2 separate regions of the Mus musculus genome follow, and region 1 is linked to region 2. Evidence: chromatin contacts called from public HiChIP or PLAC-seq data. All regions are on one chromosome and are shown on one strand. The core of a region is the stretch at or near the end of the contact, and the rest is flanking DNA. Distances in the headings are between cores, read along the strand shown. Region 1 overlaps Kif27 (kinesin family member 27). Region 2 holds the start of Gkap1 (G kinase anchoring protein 1).

What was found. HiChIP or PLAC-seq counts read pairs in DNA pulled down with a chosen protein or histone mark.
Region 1: a contact with region 2 is called in an H3K27ac HiChIP or PLAC-seq map of embryonic stem cells, with 6 read pairs. The contact joins the enhancer-like site here to the promoter of Gkap1 in region 2. A contact is called at or near these places in 1 of 39 promoter capture datasets (macrophages), 1 of 15 datasets of contacts at CTCF or cohesin (the G1E-ER4 cell line), 3 of 115 datasets of contacts at active chromatin or transcription factors (embryonic stem cells and stem cell-derived neural progenitor cells) and 2 of 9 other capture datasets (adipose tissue and pancreatic islet).

The regions. Positions count from the first base shown.
Region 1 is chr13:58,305,209-58,310,623 of GRCm38.p6, forward strand. The region is part of intron 12 of Kif27 (kinesin family member 27); the gene reads right to left. Gm26555 (a long non-coding RNA gene) reads left to right here. Exons shown (of 8, transcript XR_873524.3): 5 at 296-365; 6 at 2,371-2,456; 7 at 3,372-3,466. Among named protein-coding and RNA genes, the nearest start is that of Mir6369, 5.2 kb to the right of the region's middle. Within about 2 kb of position 2,468, at least 5 of the 459 cell types and tissues checked have an H3K27ac peak or open chromatin away from gene starts, as enhancers often do. A contact at or near this core is called in embryonic stem cells, where this site is marked.
Region 2 is chr13:58,272,242-58,277,153 of GRCm38.p6, forward strand. It overlaps Gkap1 (G kinase anchoring protein 1), which reads right to left and starts at 1,947. Exons shown (of 12, transcript NM_019832.4): 1 at 1,833-1,947. It overlaps Gm26555 (a long non-coding RNA gene), which reads left to right and starts at 2,610. Exons shown (of 8, transcript XR_873524.3): 1 at 2,610-4,912.

The DNA.
Region 1 (5,415 bases), core at 1,218-3,717, 33 kb after region 2:
TATGTGTTTGATATCTCCTGTTTTCTCATTCTGGATTTCCCATTTGTATTTCAGATTCATTTGAGATATTTCACTTTTTATTTTCTAGTGAGTTTTCTTTTAATTTACACTCAAATATTTAATTTTTTCTGTTTACCCTTTCAATTCCTAATAGTTCTTTTATGTCATTAATGACCTGTACTTCCTGTTTCGTGACAACAGAACTTTTTTTTTTTTTTTTTTTTTTTTTTTACCACATTGAAGATACAAGTCTTTACTCAAGGTTTTCTTTTTTCTTTTCTTTTTTCTTTTTCAGCTTCTTGTTCTAGTCTTCGTATCTGCCAGTTCCTTTTTTCCTTCAGTTGAAGTGCTTGTTTTAAATATTGGTGAGTTTGTTTTTATTTTTGAGAAAGGGTCTCACTATGTAGTCATGGCTGGCCTGGAACTCACTATGTAGACCAAGTTGGCCTTAAACTCACAGAACTCTGCCTGTCTCTGCTTCCCCAGTGCTGGGATAGAAGTCATGGAGCACCAGGCCAGACAATGTTGGTAGCATGAAAGTACCCAAGGAGGTAAAGGGAACTGCAACCCTATATGTGGAACAATAATATGAACTAACCAGTACCCCGGAGCTCTTGTCTCTAGCTGCATATGTATCAAAAGATGGCCTAGTCAGCCATCACTGGAAAGAGAGGCCCTTTGGACTTGCAAACTTTATGTGCCGCAGTACAGGGGAACGCCAGGGCCAAAAAGGGGGAGTGGGTGGGTAGGGGATTGAGGGGGTGGGTATGGGGGACTTTTGGGATAGCATTGGAAATGTAAATGAGGAAAATACCTAATTAAAAAAAAAAAGTCATGCACTAGGCTGGAAAACGGCTGATAGGTAAAGCGGCTAACAGCATGTGGTCTGTGTCCAAGCCAGGCTTAGGAAACAGAGGCCTCAGAGCCTGCATGTGGACCTCCACACATTCCTTACCTGGGGCATTCTGACTAATCCCTGCCCTCTCATGGAAACAAAGCATCCTGTGAGAAAACTGCCCACGGCGCCCTCCTTCCATCCTGCACCTCCCTCCTGCTTCCCGCTCGCTTGCCTTGTGAGGTTCTAAGTGACCTGCAGGTCAGCACAGCTGTCCTTCATGTAAAGGCCTGTCCTTAACCGGCTGTGGAACTCTCCAGCCTCAACACCACTCCCCCGCTTGGTTTCCAGCTCAGGAATTTTGGGGTCTCACTTAGCCTCTGCTGGGTCATGTTCTGACTTTACAGTTATTCTGAATAAGATACATTTCATGTGTGATATAATTCATCTATTTAAAGTATGGTGAAGGGTTTTAGTATATTCAGAATTATACAGCCATAATCAATTTTAGAGTTTTGTCACCCGCTGGAAACCCATTAAGTTCCTCTTTTCCCATCATCACCCCACTTCCCAAGCCTAGGCTCTTCTGCTTCCTCTGGACCTGCCTATTCCGGATGGTGTCACACAATGCCTACTGTGACCAGCTTATTTCACCTACCATGCATTTTCAAGCCTCCTCATATTGTAGCAGATAGCAATGACCCATTGCTTTCTAATACCAATCCCCAATATGTCACAGTCTATTGATTTATCAGCTGATGAACACTTGTGGTGTTATTATTACTTAGCTGTTTTATAAACCTTGAGGTTTTTATACGGGCATATACTTTTAGTTCTCTTGAATATATGCCTGAAGAATAGCTGGCTAACAACATATCTGAGTATTTACCCTCTGGAGGAACTCCGAGACAGTCATCCAAGGTAATACCAGTTCCCATCCCCCAGCAACACTTCTAACCTGGCTTCCTAATTACAGCGGGAGATCACAAGGAGCAGGAGGTCATGTAAGGTTTTACTCTGCTTTGATTACCCTGAGAGCCTTCTTACGTGGGCACTGGTCACTTTTATATATTCTTTGGAGAAAAGTCTTTTCAGATCCTTTGCCCTTTATGACTTTTTGTTTTTAAGACAAGGTCTCTCTGTGTAGCCCTGGCTGTCCTGGTACTTGTTCTGTAGACCTCCAACTCAGAGATGGCCTGCTTCTGCCTCGGGAGTGCTGGGATTAAAGGTGTGCGCCACCACGCCCGGCTAATCCTTTGCTCTTTAATTAGGTCCTTTTATTTTGTTTTTCTTTTAGACAAACTTGTGCTATATAATCTTCCTGTTTCAACCTCCCGAGTGCTAGAGTAGCAGGCGGGCTATCCTTTTATTATAGAGCTTTAACTCTCTAGAGTCTCAATCTCTAATCAGATAAAGTTTCCAAGTAGTCTCCTGCACCCCTTAAGCTATCTTTTCACTTTCCTGATTGTTTTCTAAGTCTCAAATATATTTACTATTAATGTGTGTTTTTTTTTCCTTTTTCTGCTGTGTTTTAGGTGGAATATTCAAGAGGTCACAGCTTACAAGTGGGCAGAGCGATGAGTCAGCAGTTAAGCGCACTTCCTGTGGGACAGAGGCCGAGGTTTGGTTCCCAGCACCCACATCAGGTGGCGCTCAACCATCTGTAGCTCCAACGCCAGGGGAGCCAACACTCTCTTCTGGCCTCTGGGCATGCTTGGCTTGAGTTAACTGTACACATGTATTTTTCTTTTCTGTCATCTTAGAGAGGTATTCAACCTGGGATGGTCCTTATCTGAATCATACAAAGTCGCACGAATAGTCCTCAAACACTAGAAAAATGAAATCGTTTAATGTCCTCTTTTCTAGAGAGAATCAAATGGGATAAAGTCTGCACTTTGTTAAAATTTTCAGAGAATTACGGTGGTTTTTATTTTATTTTATTTTATTTTATTTTATTTTATTTTATTTGAGGTTTGATCAATGTAATTTACAATCCTTAGGATAGTGCCAGCTCTTTTCTTTTCCTGCAGAGCTAAGGACCAAACCCAGGGCCTTGGCCTTGCTAGTCAGAGGCTCTACCACTGAGCTAAAACCCAACCCCAGGGTAGTGCCAAGTCTCAAGTACTTAGTATATTTGTTTACTATAATACAATAGTACTACTATTTTTGTATCGTATCTTAGAAATCAAATTGGAATTTGTTACTTCATTACTCTGAATACAATACCTGATTTGTATTGTTTTAGGTAATTTCCCATCATCATCTTCTCTCTGCTAGGGCTAGGCCTAGGGCTTCATGCATATTAAGCAACACTTTACTGTTGAGTTGATCTTCTCAAGTGTCTCTTTGTTTTAATTCTTTTCTCTTGTCCTGTCTAGAATTCTGGCCGTCTCTCCATTGTGCCTTGTCATTTTATCTTCTCTAGCCTTTGAGTTGGTTTGCTTTTATGGGGTGGGGGGCTAGGTCCAGCCCATTTTATGGTCGTTTTAGTCTCAATAACTTCTTGTGAGGTAGCTGGTGTTCTCCCATTTCACAGATGGTGAAGCCGGAAGTGCTGCAGCCCAAGAAGGATGTGTTCTGAGTGCTCCAGGATACGAAAACCCAGTTAGCGATGAGCCAAATCCTGGGGAGGTGAGCCGCCATCACTAGTGGATGTGGGAGCTATCAGAGAGGAGCGCAGTTCTTTGCTCTAGGGCTTCCAGTTGGGGTAGCAGAGGTCCCGTAAGGTATGTACAGTAATGAGAGTGCTCATCTGTTCTTGCAGCCAGGGCATGTTGCTCTCATGTTTAATTGACCAGTTAGTTCTGGAGAGCACACACCCAACCAATTCTCACTGTTTCTGTCGTGTTCCAATGGGCAGAAGCAAAGCTCAAGGCTCCCTCAGCTTTGTGGAAAGCATGGCTGATGTCCCCTTGTCCAAGAACAGGTACTTCCCAAAATGCTGGGGCCCATTTATGTGGGATAACAAGCCGCATGCTTCTCTCCCCTTGTTTGACCTACCTGCTCTGGATGTGTTTGATCACATGTAGGCAGGTCGTATGTCGGTTTTCATTCATTTATGCTTCCTACTTATCTCAGTATGTTCTTGGTTCTTAAAATTATATTGCCCAAGGCTGGAAAGATGCTCAGTGCTTAAAACCATTCAAGTTCTGAGCACCCACACCAAGTGGCTGACATCTACCTCCAGGGGCTCTGACGCCTTCTTGCTCTGTCCACCCCTGCACATACCCCTCACACACACACACATACATATTTTTTTAAAAAAATTACGACTGTCTAAAATCAGAAAGCAGCTTTTTAATGTTTTCTCTTTTTCTAGCTCTTCAATAAACATATTTTAAGCAAATGCTTCCCTCCACACCAGTTTATTTTCTTCTTTCTCTTGAGACATGGGATGTACTGTAAAGGGCTAGGTTGCTTCTTCTATTATTCATTTGTAATTAATTATGATTTGATAATCTTTTGCTGATATTTTCCATGTTTTGAGGGACAGTTTAAGCAAGATGCCTGGGTATGCCATCAGGAATCATGTTCCCCAGAGGCGCCACCCAAGCCCTGTGCTCAGTGACCAGCTGAACTGAGAAACGGGGTGACACAGCACAGGCAAATATAGCTCCTAGTGCAGCAGTGTTCCAAGCACACCGCCATCACTCAGAGCCCCGGGAGCAGGTGCTTACTGACAGGCACTGGCCCTTTGTTCTCTGACCCGGGTGTGGACTCAGCCTGGGTCTGATACCAGCTCTACGTGAAAGTGCATCTTCAAGTCTGAGCAAGTCAGCTTCATTTTCAGATGCGATTAGTGAAAAATACATGCAGATAAGTCAAGAAATAGTTCCTGCTACTTTTGCTTCTACGATTCCTTTTTTAAAAAATTGAAACGGAAACAAACCTGTTCATAAAACTACTTAATTAACTGGCTTGCAAGATCTAAGTCCTGCAGAAAAATATTTATGATGTTTCTCAAGTCTTTATAATTTAAAAAAAAATCTTCATTCTATAAATTTCTCTTTTACATGAATCTTGCAACCCCTGATTTTGGGTGGTAGTGACATATAGAAGACATTTTCCAGCTCAAAGTTCACTATCAGATATCACATAGTACAGCATACCTGAAATCTCCTGCAAGTTACTAATGGTGGCTGACAGAGGAGGTGGAGTTACTGTGTAAGGTTATAGACTTTCTCTTTGGGAAATAGAGTTTTGGAAATATATAGCTGTGACAGTCATACAACATTGTAGTATTAATGTCACTGAATTGTAAACTCAAAAAAAAAAAGTTTTCAAAGTAAAGTTTAAGGTGACCATGACCACAGGTACATCCCTATAATCCTAGCACCAGACACTGAGTGAGGCCCACGTTCATGGCCAGACCAGGCTATATAAAGACACTAGTAAAGAACAAAACAAAAAAGGTCAACTTTATGTTCTATATATTTTACCACAATATAAAGTTAATGAAAAGTCACATTTGAAAGAAGGTTGAATGTGTTACTTCAGCCCAGCAACACTGATGCTAGGCATTTGATAAAGGAGCAGTGCACAGTAAGAACAATTTCCCCCTCCCCCAATCAATCTCTCTG
Region 2 (4,912 bases), core at 697-3,196:
CTGTTGCTACTAAGGAACAGGCCAAGCTACGCCTAGCAAGATTTATAAATGAATGACCTGTTTTCTTGAGGCCTTGGTCTCTATGAAGGGCCACTGCCATCATGAGCACCTTCTTCTATGACATCAGTGTCGGGAAAGAATTGAGCCTGGGGGAACTTAAGTACATAATTTCAGCCCTTTAAAAAATGAACAGTAGTGACTGTGTCGATCAACACTATCAACCACCTAGCTTGATCCAAAACGGAACTATGCAATGTCAATGTCATCAGTTAATATGGCCATATGCTTTGAGAGGGCAGCTCTCTCACCATGTAGCCTGCACTGGAACCAAACTCTCAATCCTCCTGTCCCAGGCTCCTGAGTCTTGGGAATACAGGTGTACACCAGTTCGTGCAGCTAGAGAGGCCTTGGTGGACTCTAACAGATCAAACACAACAGACTGAGGACTTGCGACTCCAAGAGGCCCTGGGTTTGATGCCAAGCACTGTCCCTACGAATTACAAAATGAGAGGAAAAGGAATGGCCTGGTCTCCCTCATCTTCTTGGCTGCTTGACTGTCATTTTGACTTCTTAGAACTTAAGGTTACAGGGATCGAGGACCAACGGTCCTGAAACTTTTGCTTCCAACACACTTATCGAAAATGACATAAACTTAAAGGCATACCCGGAGCTCCACCACCCCCCCCCACCCCCCCCCCCCCCGCAACACACACACTGGTTAGGTGCAGCCTTCCTTTTCTAATCCGAAGCTCTCAACTTCTGTGGGTTGTGAACTCTTAGAAACAAAAACAAAAAGCAAACTGCAGACATGTACTAAGGAATTCAGTCATGAAGTGCAAAGGTGATTTTCACTTGCACACAACGTCCCTCTGATCCACGTGTAGGTTCTCGCTCTAGAGTGATTGCTAGAAGCCCCTAGGGTTAATATTAAACAGGTGTATTTCGATCTTTAGTGAAAAATCACATTAAAGAGGCTTAGACTAACCGATTTTAGTGGCATAAGCTAGTGTAGGGAAACCCCAGGCTTTCTAGGAAGATTCTCAATACAGCATTACCATCTTTCGGCAGTTTCTCCAGTATTTCTGGAGCTACAGCTTAACTTCATTCCCGTGACAGGCGGGCGCAAGCGCCTTCACATAAACAGACGAGGCTGAAGAACAATGCTTGTGTTTTTCCAGCGCCTCTGCCTCTCGCTAGAACTCTCCACCGACATCCCTTGAGAAATGTCGCCAGTGGAGGGAGCGGGGCAGACAATGGGATAAACTTTTGCCCCGACTGCTCCGCGTTTACAGACACCCCGAGGCTGGCACCCTACCGCTGCCACCGCCGCCGCCGCGCATAGCTGCTGGAAGCCCCGACAGCAGGGGCTTGTGCGAGAGCCTGCGCATCTACCTCGGGCTGCTGGGAGGGAGGGAGGGAAGGCGAGCGGCGAGCAGCCCCTCTCTCCTCCTTCGGGAACCGAAGCCAAATCTCACGCACGAGCAGTTCCGGGTGCTCCAAAACTTGTTCGCGAAGTACCCGGAGAAAGAGCGCGGCGGGCTGGGCGAGCCCCAGCCGCTGCCGAGACGCGGTGTCCAAGCCTGCAAGCGACACCGGCGTCGGGTGGGCGCCCCGGGGAGCCCCGAACGGGCGGCCGCACCTGCTGTCACTCCCGCGGCCGGCCGCGGCGGACCAGGCCTGCGGCCCGCACTCCCCCGCAGCCTCCGCGGCCCTCCCGCCGCCCGGCCCCGCTCGGCTCAGCCCCGCTCGGCTCCGCTCCGCTCCGCTCCCCGCCTCAGGCCGCACTCGGCCGCGTCCCCTCAGCCACGAGCTGCGAGGCTCCGTAGACTCACCGGGCCTCCCTCGCCGCGGTGCGGCCGCTCCCGTCTCCCCGCCGCTCCCGCGCTACCCCCGGGCGTTGGGCGCGGGCCGCGGGGCGTCCGCAGTAACGGGCCCGCGGAGGGCGGCGGCGCGCGGAGGGCGGGGCGGGGCGGGGCGGGGCGGACCCGCAAGCCTGGCGCCCGCCGTGGCCGGCCGGCGCGCGGGACTTCTTTGCCGAGGGTCGCAGCGCGGCGGACGCTGACGCCGAGGAGAGGTCCGCGGGGGACGGACTGCGGAGGACCAGAACCACCTGCTGGAGGAGCCGCGCTACGGGGGCCGCGCAGGGTCCAAACGGCTCGCGTAGGCGGCGGCTCCGCGGTCCTCGGGGTCGCGGAGCCGGGAAGGTGGGAGGCCTTCCGGGAGGAGGCTTAGGCCGCCGCGGGCGGCGCGCGGCGGGATCGCCAGGCTGTGGGGAGGCCCGGGGGCGGAGGCGGACCTCCAGTCGGCGAGGGAGGGCGGTGCTGCACGAGATGCAAACAGCCGGACGGCCTTGGGTTCCCGCGGGAGCACCTCCGGGGCCGCTTTAGTTTTGCAAAGTTAAGCGGCTTACCGGCAAACCCGTCCGCTACCGCCCAGCCGTGCGGGCTGCCCGGCGATGTCCCGCGCGAGTCACCGCCGCGGGTGTAGACGTGGGGGACACAGTGGGGAGCGAAGCAAAGAATCGCAGAAGACGCCAGATCACCCTAGGGCCCGGTGGAAAAAGAGAATGTTACTCGGGATCCGAGGACTGCGAGCATCTTTGGGGCAGCGCGAGGGAGGAGGCTTTTGGATTTGGCCTGGGAAGAGGTGGGGTTTTGCGGGGAGACCTCGGGGCCTTGGATGGAGGCCATTGGACGCTGCGTTCCACAATGAGATTGGAGGTGTTGACAAGTGGCAGAGACGACTGAAAAATGAGGGAGGGGGGCGGCGGTGGTGAGGGATGGCTGAGTTCCAAGAGTAAGGATTGATGTTTAAGGCAATATTTGATGTTTTAGGATTTAGAAGTTTGAAGGAAGAAATGAAGGCTTTTTTTGCTTTGTAACTCCTGCAGATGTTAGAGATTGAAAACTGGCAGTCCTGTGTAGACCAGGCAGACGGTAATAACAGATGAGCTATGGGGGGGCGGGGGGGGCGGTGAGGACACACGGCTATGAGCCCCCAACACTTGGCAAGCTGATCAGAAAGTGAGTCCAAGGCCGGTGGCTACACAGAAAGATTGATCCGGGGGTCGGGGCCAAGAGGATGGGGCAAGACAAGATAAAGGAAGGCAGGAAGAATTTTAAATGATTGAGAAGTGATGTGGAGGTGCATTCTACAGGATTTGAACATCTGATTGGGAAGGGAGAAATGAGGTCTTGAGACCCGGTTGCTTGTAAGAGGGAGCGTGAACACTTGGAAGAGGAGGATGCAGCTACTTACCGGTTTTCATAGGACTGGGGTTGAAGGCAGCTAAATAGGTGGCCATAAGCAGTTGAAGCAGTTCTAAAACAGCTGAAAGAACTGCACCTGGACAGTACACTGGGTGCTGGGGAATAGTTCAGTCGATAGCTTGAGTTCTAGCCCCAGAATAAATGTAAAAGCTCCCAGCGTGGTATATCAAGCTCTGGTCCCAAAGATTAGCGGGCAGAAACAGGTGGATCCCTCGGTCTTGTTAGCTACCCTCCCACTCTCCACAAAAAGATAGCACCTGACAAATGATAACCACACCCCCTCCCAGCATGTGCATGAACAACACACACAAGGATCGGAAACTCCTCAGCTTAGTAGCGTATTGCTATAAGAGAAGGGGGCAGACTCAGTCTAGAAATACATCATCATTAGAGTCTTGCTACCCCAAAGTTGACCACATGTGTGTCACCAGCAAGTTTGTCAGAAACGTGTGGATCTCGGGCCTAACACACACCTGCCCATTAGAATCTGCAACCTCAAAGAAATTCCAAGAGGTGACCCCATCAGATTTTGGGAAGCTCAGCTCTAGATGAGGAAAGTCAACAGAGGAGGGGAGGGTGGGCAGGGAGGAAGAGAGGGACACTTGGGTAAGGCACCACAGCAGGGGACTTCAGTCTCGTCAAAGCTGGGCCAGGGAGTGTGGGTCAGAACCACACACCGTGGAGGGTGCGGGAAAACCACGTGTGTGGGTTGTGACTGGCTGCCACGATCACAACAACCGTGTTTTCACTGAGGAGGGCTTTAGAGACTCTTACTTTCGGGCTCGGGGTTGCCTAGAGACAGTCCTAGCCCTGCTCACACACTCAGGGCATGTTGAAGTAAGTGGGTGGATTGATAGATCAAGAACAAAGTGTCCCCAGAGCAAGGTCAGCTAATCGTTTATCACAACTCGTGCCCCTGAACACAGACTCCTTTTCTCAGCCCCCGCGGGTTAATGCTCCTGTGCACTATTTCCCATAGAAGATGAGCAGGAACTGTGCCTGCCACTGCCAGGTAGGACCCTTTACCTCCTCCAGGTATCCCCCGGAATTGGCAGCACCCCAGCAACGGGCCTGGAGGAAGAGCTTCCCCTTCTGAAGGGAACAACGTGGATTTGCATGGACTCAGGCGTGGTAGGCTGGAAGGCCGAGGGAGGAAGGAGCATCTAGAAGTACCGTAAAGTTGGAGCGATGGCTCAGTGGTTGAGGGTATTTGCCACTCTTCAGAGGACCTGTGTGGGTCTGATTCGCAGCACCCCCATGATGGCTCACAAACACCTGTAGCTCCAGATCTTGTGGCCATGAGTGCGGTGCACAGATACCTGCAGGCAGGCATCTGCAAACATAAAATTGAACATATAGTAAGGCTTCTAAACTGGTGCATTTGACCGGGTTGTTTTTTTTTTTTTTTTTTTTTTTTTAGAACCTGGGTCCTATAGGGAATATCCTAAACACAGCACAGTTGAGTAGGGTGCACGTGAAAACGAATCTGTAGCTGTTAGTAATGCCAGGGTGCCGGAAGTGGGCCTGGGAAGGACTGAGTGCTGCACCTCAGATCCTGAGGGCTCCCAAGAGGTAAGTCTGGTAAAGGCTTGGTGCACAGCACCTCTGGGGGTAGCTTCAAAAGATGAGTGGACTCTGGACCC